Linked DNA regions of Rattus norvegicus: region 2 is linked to region 1. Evidence: chromatin contacts called from public Hi-C data. All regions are on one chromosome and are shown on one strand. The core of a region is the stretch at or near the end of the contact, and the rest is flanking DNA. Distances in the headings are between cores, read along the strand shown.

What was found. Hi-C and Micro-C count contacts between places; a contact is called where the count stands out from the background.
Region 2: a contact with region 1 is called in a Hi-C map of liver, with 10 times the contacts expected there. The contact joins the promoter of Crp here to the enhancer-like site in region 1. A contact is called at or near these places in 4 of 12 Hi-C or Micro-C datasets (hepatocytes, kidney and liver).

The regions. Positions count from the first base shown.
Region 1 is chr13:87,648,678-87,654,926 of GRCr8, forward strand. No RefSeq gene overlaps it. Among named protein-coding and RNA genes, the nearest start is that of Dusp23, 19 kb to the left of the region's middle. Within about 2 kb of position 2,859, at least 4 of the 93 cell types and tissues checked have an H3K27ac peak or open chromatin away from gene starts, as enhancers often do. A contact at or near this core is called in hepatocytes and liver, where this site is marked.
Region 2 is chr13:87,691,135-87,697,383 of GRCr8, forward strand. Crp (C-reactive protein) reads left to right here and starts at 2,928. Exons shown (of 2, transcript NM_017096.4): 1 at 2,928-3,103; 2 at 3,322-4,844. The coding sequence starts at 3,040. The coding sequence ends at 3,950.

The DNA of each region.
Region 1 (6,249 bases), core at 1,609-4,108:
ATTTTTTTGGGGGGGCTTATTATTAACACATGACTATTTTGGGTTCTGAAGAATTAGTAAATCTATTTCACATTTTTATTTAGTCACAAACCACACAGCATACACTCCTGTTCAATAAATGCTGGTGGAGTGAAGGAGTGAAAGAAAGAACCACACACCTTTGACTTTCTCTTTCTATACTCTTTAAAGGAAACAGCTTTTCGGAGGCTGGCTGAAAGCACACCTTAGTCGGGAAACCTCCACAGGGAAGCGGGCTGGCCAGCTGTTTGGGGCTTGTCTAGGAGACTCCCTTCTTCTTAAGGGAGGTGAACCTACCGCTTGCTTGGTTGATTCTTAAGAAGTGTGGGCTCTCCCTCACCAACAATATGGAGTATTCTTGTCCAGTTTTTAGTTAGATGTCTCTCCTGCCTCGTACCTACTGAAGCTCAGTGAGGGGTGGGGAAGCAGTTCTGATGGACAGCTGAAGGATGATGTTGTTGGTTCATCACTGTTAATCTGCATTGCCCTGGAGAGCCTGGCAACGGAGAGAGATGTTTCCTACTTGTGGTCCCCAACATGACAGAACCAAGCGTGTGTATCCATGAAATCGGCTGTTGAAACAGAATGGGTTTCAGAAATTTTTTTATTAAGACATTTTAAAATTAATCTAAATTTAAGTTACAGTTAATTAATTGTAACTAGTTAACTTTAATTAACCTAAAGTCAAATTACAATTAATGAAATCCAATTTAAATACCCAATTATGCCAGTAGATACCATATTTGACAGCATCACTCTAGACATTTTATGTTTTGTGCCTAGATTACGTTAGGATATCCCTTAATTTGGTTTTCAAAAGAGTCACATGTTGTTTTGAATTCTAAAGTCTTGGGTTTTACTTTTATTGACACAGGGTGTCACTGTGTAACCCAGGCTGGTTTTCAGCCTTCATTGTCTGAGGGTCATAGGCACAGGCTACCATTGCTGTCAAGAATAGTATTTTATTGACATGCCAGTGCTTACTTTCTCATTTTTGGTAGCTTTAAAACATGTCCTCACACTCTTAGACATTCCTCCACAGAGTGTCTGAAGAACAATTAGACTTCCCTTGAATAGAAGCTGGTCTTGGTTGTTTTGTTTCTAGCAAGTAGCATGTGACAGAGGTGATGGAATGGCTTGGGAGGTTAACTCAGAAAGGTCGATGAAGCTTCCCTGACACCCACCCTCTCAAGCTAAGCACCCTTATGAGGATTCTGGCTCTTCTGAGGCTATCACGGCGACACAGTTATTTGGAGAGGTTACTCAGCGGTATTGGGGGTGGGAGGTCTCCCTGTTGTAGCCTCTGGCTGTTTGAGCTTTTTCAAGTCAAGCTTCAAGTTATATTAGGCATAGACATTGTCCAATTGAGGCTTCCCAACAGACCCCGAGAGCGAACTGCTTAGCCGAGTCCAGTGAGGTGACCTAACATACTTGGTATTATTATATGCCACCATTTTGAGGCTATTGTGAAGTGACAGCCAGATCCCGTGTGAAAGAACTGTTCAGGACACGGATCTATGAAGCCCAGGAACGTTCATCTCTGTTTGGTGTGTGGTTTTTATTTTCTGAGAAAAGGTCTTGCTGTGTAGTCTTGGCTGTCCTAGTACTCTCTATACAGTCCCAACTGGCCTTGAACTGGAAACAATTCTACTTCAGTCTCCTGAGTGCTGGTTTTCTTGGCCTGAGCTACCACCCTAGGTTCCTTGGATAGCTTTGAGGGTCAAGTGCATCACATCAACTTACGTTGGATATCAGGAAGTGCTGATCACCTCACGCTGTTTTAGAAAACGAATTAAAAGTTTCATTTTTGTGATGGCCTTGCCATCTTTCCTAGGTTAGTCTGGGAGTCCTGCTCTGGTGCCCTTCCCTAGCCTCCTTAATGCTGATGTTACAGATGTGAGCTACCACACACAGTGTCCTTTTGTGTTAATACCTTTTCTGTGTAGCTGTTTGCAAGCTCAGAGCTGAATTAACCAGTCAGTTTTGTAAGAAAATAAGATGAAAAAAAATCACCTATGTGGTTCCTCTGTCTTATCTTATTCTTCCTTTGGCATTCTTTAAAAACAGAAGCCTCACCTCAGTGGGTAAGTGTTAAGCCACTTCGGAGGATGAGGACCTGTCGTGTGTGTGTGTGTGTGTGTGTGTGTGTGTGTGTGTGTGTGTGCCTTTATTAAGCCAGTATGTGGTGTGAGGTCATCTAGTGGGGCTGACTATGGAGCTGGGAGGCTCACCAGTGGCCTTTTCCATAAGAGGAGAGCTTCAAAGCAACTTTCCAGGTGAACAGAGGTAAGGAGCAGCAAGATCTCAGGCCTGGTGAAGTTCATGCCCATGCCTTCAGCTCACTGCGGTCCTCCAGTAGGGGGCAGCCCTGAGCCTAGTCATTTGGGGATGGGATGGAAGTGGAAAGGCTGACAAGGTTCAGCTGAGGGCTGGACCTTTCAGATTATTAGTGGTGTCATAGAAGGAGTGTTTAAGCATTGGGCAATGCATATCCTAAAGCGGGTACATATTAAGCTTTGTGATTTTCTTCCCTGACAATAGAGATGGTTTACTGCTGGGAGAATCCTGTAGGCTTTGGGTGATACGTCAGTGGTACGTGGCTCACATAGAGTACAATAAAGTGAGCTTACACCGTGCAGACACTCGGAAAGAAGGCGAGGTGAGGGGAGGAGTTCTGAGTAGCAGTGAATTCAATCCTGGGAATTTTCGGCACCATGGCATTTGGTGGGGAAGATATTTTGGGCAGTGGGGATTGCGGTGTGTCTCCAGTTACACCATTTGAGTAGTTGCTTACTCTTCTGTTTGTGGGTCCAGGCTTGTCTGTCTGGGGGCATGTGATCTGCAGGTGTGGATAGGAAGGTCAGAGGGGGGAGGGGATTGAGCAAGAGGCTGACGTGGGTGGGAGGGAGAGAGGGACGAAAGCTTTCACAGGGCTGACTGCTCAGGAAACTTAACACCTGGAAGTCCATCCTAAAGTAACTGTTCAAAACCTTTCATTAATAAATAGCTTTTCACCTTTGGTACGCAGGAGAAAATTCTGGAAGGGGGTTCGTAACACTGCACCAGCACTGTAGCCAGGCATGTCAGGACACATCTGAGGAACTCACAGGCACGCTCAGCTTCTTTTAGCCTTTTCCTACAGCTTCCTTACAACCACAGAAAGCTGCTGTACTGAGGAAAAGCCCCACAACGCTTTGGGGTAGAGGTATGCCGCAGCCGGCCCACGGTTCTTTCCAGCAACTGATGGATTTGTTACCATTAGTATAAGGTAGCTCTCCAGAAATTCTGCAATTGCCTCTCGAAATAGGGAAACCTCAGGTCATGTGGGTAGGGTATTGCTAATGGGGGTGAAAACTTTTCCGGACCATTAAAACCAGTTCCTGTCACTTGCCTCTAAGTAAAAGTTTAAACAAACCTCTGTTCTGTGTTAGGAAAACCAGAATCAATACCCGATTATAGCAAAGTTCAATGTCATTCTACCTGATTCCACGGAACTCACAAAATCCACAAGGGGCGGGAGCTGAGATTGATGACTCTCAAGTGTTCAACTCAGAATCCAACTTCTTGGGCTGTTATCCATAGGCTTCCAATGACATTAATCACCAATAATCATGGTTGCTGTATTAACATTGCACAGCGCCGTACAGCTCTTAAATCATTTTCCATATACATATCATTTAATCTTTATTAAAAACCCCACAAAGTGATTATTACTCTTGTACTTTTCCAGAGGAGAAAACCGAGGCTTAGGATAACGTAAGCACATTATCCCAGATCTCAGGGGGAGTGGGTGTCAGTGGTGCGCTTGTATCAGGTCTTACTGATCTCAGTCCATTTCTGCCATTGGGGCAGAGTCCAGAGATCAGAGTCAGGATTGGGGGTGAGAGGCAGAGCATGGACTACTACACGAGGCAACATCTGGTCATCTCGGAAGGGGCTGTCCTCAGAGAAGGACAATCTTTCTCTAGCAGCAAGGTAATCAGACAGCCACCAGAGACCTTTATATCTGGAATTAGGTTCGACACCTTCGACTTTCAGATGAGGGGGCAAAGATACAGAAGTTTGCTGTCTTTCAGATTCACGAAGCTGCCCGGAGATTAGGCTGGGATTGTTGCCCAATTTTCTGCCCTTAAAATGGAATTTCGGCCACTCTACCTGGGCGCTTTTCTAGCTGTGCAGTCTGTTCTTTCGACGAGGAAGCAATGTGTTTACAGTGGAGGATGATGGGGCACGCCTTAGATAGGCGAGCTAATAATAACATTTGCTCTGATTCATCAAACACCTGTGAAACACTGCATCAGATACTCTGCGGGCATGCTCTGCAATTTTCACTGGAACTTGCAAAATCTGTATTATTATTGCGTAAAGAGATGGGGACCAGGGATGAAGAGGGACTAGCCAAGTGACACTGAGTTCGAGATTTTTTCCATTGTACAGGGTAACCTCTGCAATAATTTCTCCCTTGCCCTAGAAAAACTGAAATATCTGAGTTCTTTTTTTTTACACAGTCAAGTATCTGTTTTAGAAATCATTAAAATTCAAATCGTCTGTGTTTATTCCTAGAACTATATCTGATTAAAAAGGGAGATAAGGGAGATGATTCAGTTATTGCCTTTAAACAGAGACCTTAGAAGTCTTGATTAATAAGTATATATTTTAATTGTGAAGAAAAACCAACAGTTTTTTCTTTTAAAAAAGAACTACAAATTAAAGCCATATGTTTAAATAATTAAAAAAAAAAAACAATTAGTTTTTTCAACCTCTGTTCTTCTGGAGTGCCAGGGCTGACAGAACTGTGGCTGCTCTTTCGAATTAAACAGTCCTTCCATTCCAATAACATTTGTAGGAGAGGCAGAGTGTTCACCATTTTTATATTGCAGTTGCTCTAATATATTTGTGTATAGCTAAGAAACACACACACACACACACACACACACACACACACACACACACTTACATACACCCAGATAGTCACACACACAGATGTATACATACAAAAACACACACATACATACAGAAACACACACAGACAGACACACATGTACACACACACACAAATACACACAGATATGCACACACACAAATACACACAGACATGCACACACAGACATGCACATACACATACAGAAACACACACAAAAACAACAAAGTTGGTCGGTTCCCACCCCTCCCCCTCCACAGATTCTTAGACTCTTTTCCTGGCAGCTGTGCCCTGCCCTGAGATGATATGGCTAGCTTCCAGTTCTGGCCTCTGTTAGGCAATGTATGTAAGTAGCTTGGCATAGATCTCCTTCTACCTGGACAGCCTGGAATGGGCATGTGTAATCTGTTCTCAGAGAAGTGAAGCGAGAGTCTCTCCCAAAGTAGCAAGTGCTTTGGTTCTAAGGCGTTCATCATGGTGCCTTGTCCCTCAGTGTTTGGACTCAGTTGCTGGGATGTTGACTATCAACGGTCTCTGGTCCTTGTGGGCTTTTTGCTTCCTGACTACTGGCTTGGTTCTTAACCCACAAACTCTATCTTCATTCCTGACTGCTCAGTGGGCTTCTGAGCCTACCAGGCTTTATTCACTTTCAGTCTCTACCTGTAATTCTTAGCCTAGACCTGTTGTGTTTTTCTGCCTGGCTTCCCATGTTGCTCTGGTTGCCTCATCAGCATCATCTCTGATCCAACAGCAGGGGGGGGGATGGGGGTGGGGTTCAGTTGTATTGAGCAGTCAGGTGGACAATAGGAGTTTTGGAGACAGCCTTATATGGTCATCTGGCATCTGGCAGAATGCTCATGGATTTTCTGATCATGAAGTTAATTTTATAAGTAATAATTCAAAGTCGCTTCTACAGAAGTGTTTTATAATCAAGGAAGATAATTCTTTCCTGTTGTTGAGTTAGTTATGCCTTTATAAATTACAATAGTACTACAAAAACTCCATTGAGCTCCTACAGTGTCCTGAAATTGGGGTCATTCTACCTTTCCGAAGAATACCTGCCCTATTCTTGAGATCAAGAATATTTGATATAGCGTTTATGGGTGATAATTTCTTATGCTTCTTCTTTATACTAAAACTGAACAGAAGTCAGTTTCCTGCAGAGTCTACACTTGGGTAGTAATTTCACCAGTATGAACTCATAACTCATCTCAATAGGATATTATGAAAGGAACGTTATTTTTTCCCACACTCAGCTAATTCACCCAAATCAAGACCCTCAGTTGGAAAGGCAAATTCAGTATCTGATA
Region 2 (6,249 bases), core at 1,678-4,177, 43 kb after region 1:
CTAAGCCACTAACTAAAGACTATACATGGACTGACCCTGGACTCTGACCTCATAGGTAGCAATGAATATCCTAGTAAGAGCACCAGTGGAAGGGGAAGCCCTGGGTCCTGCTAAGACTGAACCCCCAGTGAACTAGACTGGTGGGGGGAGGGCGGCAATGGGGGGAGGGTTGGGAGGGGAACACCCATAAGGAAGGGGAGGGGGGAGGGGGATGTTTGCCCGGATACCGGGAAAGGGAATAACACTCGAAATGTATATAAGAAATACTCAAGTTAATAAAAAAAAAAAAAAAGAAAATAAAGTTTGGAGGTTGGTAAATATGTTATATTATTCCCTTAGTCTCTATGATGGTTAATTTTAATTTTCAACTTAATACAATCTAGAATCTCCTGGGAAGAGAGTCTCAGTAAAGGATTGTCTAGATCAAGTTGATCTGTGGGAGTTGGGTGATCTTAACTTAGGTGGGAAGGCTGCCCACTGTGAGTGGCACAATTCCCTAGGCAGGGGATACTGAACTGCATGAGAATGGAGAAGTGAGCTGAGAACAAGCATGTGTGCATCCATTGTTCTGTTTTTGATTATGGTTGTGATATAATCAATTCCCTCAAGCTCTTGTCTCTCTTCTCTGTTATGATGGACTGTAACTTGGAACTGTGAACTAAAATAAATCCTTTCTCCCCTAAGTTGGTTTTGTCAGCCATTTTATATCATAGCAACAGGAAAGGAAGATAAGACATTCTTGAATCTCTTACTTCAGTTTTTGTGGCTCAGTTTAAATGCTGTTTCCATGTAAAAGGTTTCCTATGTAAAGATACCAGGATGTTTCAGGGCAGGAGATGGCCAGTATGAAACCATGGTCTTTGGTTCAAGGATTGCTACAAAGGTGTTTCTATTTTCTTAAGCTCTTCGAGATGTGTAAATATCACAAACCAACTGCAATATGTAAATTAAGACAAAGGGATTTGTGAATAACCTACTTTTGAAGATCAGAGTTCAGTAAGGGCACTTGTAACAGATAAGTTCAGAGACTCGATGTGATTGTTTCTCATAATTGGGAGTCAAAATTGGAGTGGAGGGGCCAGAAATCACTTCTTAAGGCCTTTACATTTGTTCATTTTAAAAACAACGTTTAAAAATTCTAGAAAGAGTTAAGAACTGTGCCGAATGTCAGGTGTTGTATAAGATTAAAAAAAAAACCCAGAAAAAAAATCGGTTATTGGGAGAGAGGGAGAGAGAGAAAGAGAGAGAGTGTTGTTGTTTTCTTCTTCAGTGATTGATGTCAGAACCAGAAATCCTTGAGTTAAGGAGGGAGATTGGAACAATGGAGGTCTTGGTTACAAATAACCTTTCTATCTTCCTTCTTTTTCCCTTTGTCTTTCTCTTCTTTCTCTAAAATGCAATGTTTATTATAGTTTTGGCGTTTGGGGAAATGATAGAATGAAGGTGAAATTAATGATGCGTAAAGCAGAAAGAAACACTTGGTGGCAACATTCATTGGGTGTTGGGCCATCTGGGCCTGTTACAAAGGTGCAAGTTTGACCTTAGATGCATTGTGCAACTGTTTATTTCTTATGAGGAGTCAGAAAAGCAGGTAGATTTTATGATGGAAAGATACAGAGTGGTAGCAACCAAGCTTCAATATGAGAATGACCAATTTTCAGCGACTTAACAAAATATAAGTTTGCATATTCTTCAAGAAAATATTTGGGTAGATGATATTTAAGGGTTGAAACAATGGCTCTATGATAACATTTACTGGTGCAACCTATTTTTTTTTTCTTTTTTTTCGGAGCTGGGGACCGAACCCAGGGCCTTGCGCTTGCTAGGCAAGCGCTCTACCACTGAGCTAAATCCCCAACCCCCGGTTCAACCTATTAAGTTGCTGTGCCAGCCTCTACTTGCAGCTTGTTATGGGGAAGATGGGGAAGGTGATTGCTCTCTCTCTCTCTCTCTCATCAGCCCCCACCAGAAGGCAAGAAAGGAATGAAAGGGAAGTCATGAATCTTTACTGTAAAGGTGCAGCCTAGAGAGTGTCTCTTTTCTGACCTGTAGCTGAGGCTGAGAAATCTAGTAGTCTTGGGTAGGATGAGAATGCATCCATCTTAAAACGGAATTACTGAATGAATGGCTCTCTGCTTCAGGGGATACAGTATTTTTCCCTCTAATTTCTCAATTAGAGGGTGACTCATAAATGGAATGAAAGAATGAATGAGATTGTGAGGGATTCAGGAACAAGGTGAAGGAGCACGGTATTCAACTAGAAGACTCAGGTAAGCAGAAAACTGCTTAACTGTTAGGCAGTGTGGAGGGACCACTTAGATTCTGGACAAAAGAAGCAAATGTTAACCATTCTGAATTCTCCCTGATGCTTCCACATTAAAAAAAAGAAAAAATAAAAACCAAATCAACAAACAAACAAAAACCCAGTCCGTTTCACGAGATTGAGCCATAGTACATTTGGGATAGGACAGGTGTTCTCTTCAGTCAAAGGTCTCTGATAAGTCTGTGCAGTTGGCCAGGGAAAGTTTGTTCTTGGTTCTGGGAATGGAATACTTGTTTTCTTCATTTCCCAGTATGGGAAGGAGCAGCTTCCAGAAGAGGTTAGCAGACCCTGGGGATTCAACCATCGCATGCACACTCATGAGCGCTCATCTATTAAGCTAAAATTTCCCATTATTTTCTCAATATAGATAGGCAAAATGGAGCCTTGGGAAGGTTTCTCATTTTTCCTGTCACACAGAAACTGGTGATTCAGGGGTCACAGGAGTTTGCAATAAATAACCCACATCGATTTCTCTGTTCTAGAATGTTTTTTTTTTTTTTTTTTTTTTTTTGCTTCCCTTCCTCCCAGTGGTCTGATGTTTACCCCAAGAGGCAGTGTTAGGAAATCATTTACAAAGTGGTTCAGCCTCTCCATCTGCTACAGTTATAAATCTAAGGATGGGCTGTGCCTGAGGCAGGGGATCCAGGACTTCTTGCCCTTGATCTTTCAGACAGAGCTCTGTCCTCTTAGTCCGGATCCCAGCAGAGTCGACAGCCATGGAGAAGCTACTATGGTGTCTTCTGATCACGATAAGCTTCTCTCAGGCTTTTGGTCATGAAGGTAGGAGCTATTATAAAGTTTTTTTTTTCCCTAGGGGAGGACGATGGGAGCCTAATATTTTACATGAGGAATTCAAGGATCAGGATCAGGTATAGCTGTGTTCCATAAGGAACCTGGGAGAGGGTCAGATGTCTCTTGATCCCAAACCCTACTTGTAAGGGAGGATACGTCTTCATTATCTGAGAAACTACTCACTTTGTTGGTTTTCTGTCTCACAGACATGTCTAAACAGGCCTTCGTATTTCCCGGAGTGTCAGCTACTGCCTATGTGTCCCTGGAAGCAGAGTCAAAGAAGCCACTGGAAGCCTTCACTGTGTGTCTCTATGCCCACGCTGATGTGAGCCGAAGCTTCAGCATCTTCTCTTACGCTACCAAGACGAGCTTTAACGAGATTCTTCTGTTTTGGACTAGGGGTCAAGGGTTTAGTATTGCAGTAGGTGGGCCTGAAATACTGTTCAGTGCTTCAGAAATTCCTGAGGTACCAACACACATCTGTGCCACCTGGGAGTCTGCTACAGGAATTGTAGAGCTTTGGCTTGACGGGAAACCCAGGGTGCGGAAAAGTCTGCAGAAGGGCTACATTGTGGGGACAAATGCAAGCATCATCTTGGGGCAGGAGCAGGACTCGTATGGCGGTGGCTTTGACGCGAATCAGTCTTTGGTGGGAGACATTGGAGATGTGAACATGTGGGACTTTGTGCTATCTCCAGAACAGATCAATGCAGTCTATGTTGGTAGGGTATTCAGCCCCAATGTTTTGAACTGGCGGGCACTGAAGTATGAAACACACGGTGATGTGTTTATCAAGCCGCAGCTGTGGCCCTTGACTGACTGTTGTGAGTCCTGAGGCACCTCCTGGGATTACATTCTCTCCCTTGTCCCTCCTTATGAACCTTTTAACCCCAGCAGATGTTGTAGATCTGTTTTGTGAATATGGCCTTTCACTTCTCTGCTCTGTGGTCCTCAGCACTAGAGCATGGAATTTAAATGTAAGGCTTCCAGCATGTGCATCCCACTACTCTTTATCAAAGAGAACCTGACTTACCCACGGTGTGTGTATGTGTATTTAATTAAAAAATTTTTAGACATAATCCTTCTCCCTCACACAGATGAGAAACCAGATGCACAGAAAGGAGAATAATTTTTTATTGTTTTTGTTTCAGAATGTCATATTGAATGGTGTACTTATATCCTTTCTATCCCTCCCTCTTCAAATCCTCTACTATCCCCCCCAATTCTCCCTCGAATTCATGATGTCTTATAATTAGCCTTATATGCACATACACATCTATCTATCTATCTATCTATCTATCTATCTATCTATCTATCCATCCATCCATCCATCCATCCATCCATCCATCCATCTATCTATCTATCTATCTATCTATCTATCTATCATCTATCAGTAATCCATCTTACTGATTACATTTAGTGTTTCTTGTATTTTGTTGAACACTTGAGACTGGATAATCTATCAGGAGGTCTATCCCTGAAGAAAACGGATTGTCCTTTTCTCAGCAGCTGATTACCTCTAGCTCTTCATATATGGGTGTGGCTTTGTGAAATGTTTCTGTCCATGTTGCATGTCAACTGGAATCATTGTGCAAGTCTTTTTTTGGGCAACCCAGAGTGATGGAGCACTGACTACACTGTGCTCAGAATCAGTTCTTTTCTGGAATAAAACCTGTACTTGAACTTTCCAGATTCATGAATCAATAAAGTTACCTTTGGCTTGAACAAATTTGAGCAGTTTCATGACTAACTTTATTATTGACCCTCTGAAATCAAGACTCTAACTTCAGGCTGACTGGCACTGTCTTGCCGAAGCATATCCCAGCCACCCTACCCTCTGCTGCTGGAATCTTTTGTGATGAGTCTCTCTGAGGTGGACAGCCCTACTTTGGAGATAGCTGGTCATTCACGGGGTTCAGGTGTGGGCTTCTGATACTCTCCCTTTTAGAATTCCAGTTTGAGAACAAAATTCTAAAGACCTTTGAGAGTCATGTATCTGGAGTCAAGTCCAGTGATGGAAAGCATTTGTTTCAGTCTGTTTGGCTGCTTTATAGAAACAGACCCCTCAATGTTTCTGGCTTTTCCCAGAGGCATCCTTTATCATGGTTTTTCTGGACTGGGTAAACAATAAAGTCATTCCATAAGGTTTTATTGAGGGTTGGAGAAGGGGCTCCTTCAATCATTATTTTAGGGAAGGCATAGGCTAGAATGGTTAAATTTAAAGGTTCTAGAATCAGGTTGATGTCCTGGTTTTATATCTTACAATTATGTGACCTCTTTGAACTCAGTTTTCTTACCTCTAAGTAAAGAGAAATAATTTCACTCATTTAAAGGTCATTGTAAGAGGTGGATATGATTACATAAACAGTAAGCTCTTGTAAGAATCACCCTCCGTTACTATTAGTTGATTTTATACTACATGCCTAAATGTTACACACCCTGAAAATAGTGCTGTTGGAGTTTTGTCTAGGTTGGCAGCATGTGTGTTTCTGATTTGCTAAGAATTCAGTTCAGATCATTAGGTGGACGAACAGAGTGTCTTTGAAGAAATTATTTATGAATATCGATTTCCCTAATTGACCTTTGATAACCATTTAGAATCACAAGAGTTAGGGAAATATATTCTTAGGCAAAAATGCAAGTGAAGATAATTCTCCATTGTCCAATTAGGGCAGATCCATATACCCTGACACTCAGCTAAGTGGGAGAGAGGGGTGATGCTCTTTTCAAGTTAACGAATCTAACCAGGAGATATGTCTTAATTATAGAAGGCCGTCCCAATTCCTCAGGGATGTGGGATGAGCTAATATGTTCTTCAGAATTCAATTATGGGTACCTTGTACACACAGTCTAGTGGAGAGCCTCTGGCCTGATAATTTTATCCAGGGAATTTTTAACAGGTAGTATTTGCATTCGGCGTGGATTAAAAAAATCTTAATAAATACTTCTATAGTGCTTAAACTTAAGCAATTTACCTCTCTAGCAGATACCTTGATGTAATATTCTTAGAAAATGTATTCCTAGGTACCTGGTGAATTGTCCTAATATATGAAGTTGTTAGATGTAATCTAATAAAACCATGTCTGCTGAGAATGATTTTGATTTGGGAATGTTGGTGCTGGTATTTTTTATTT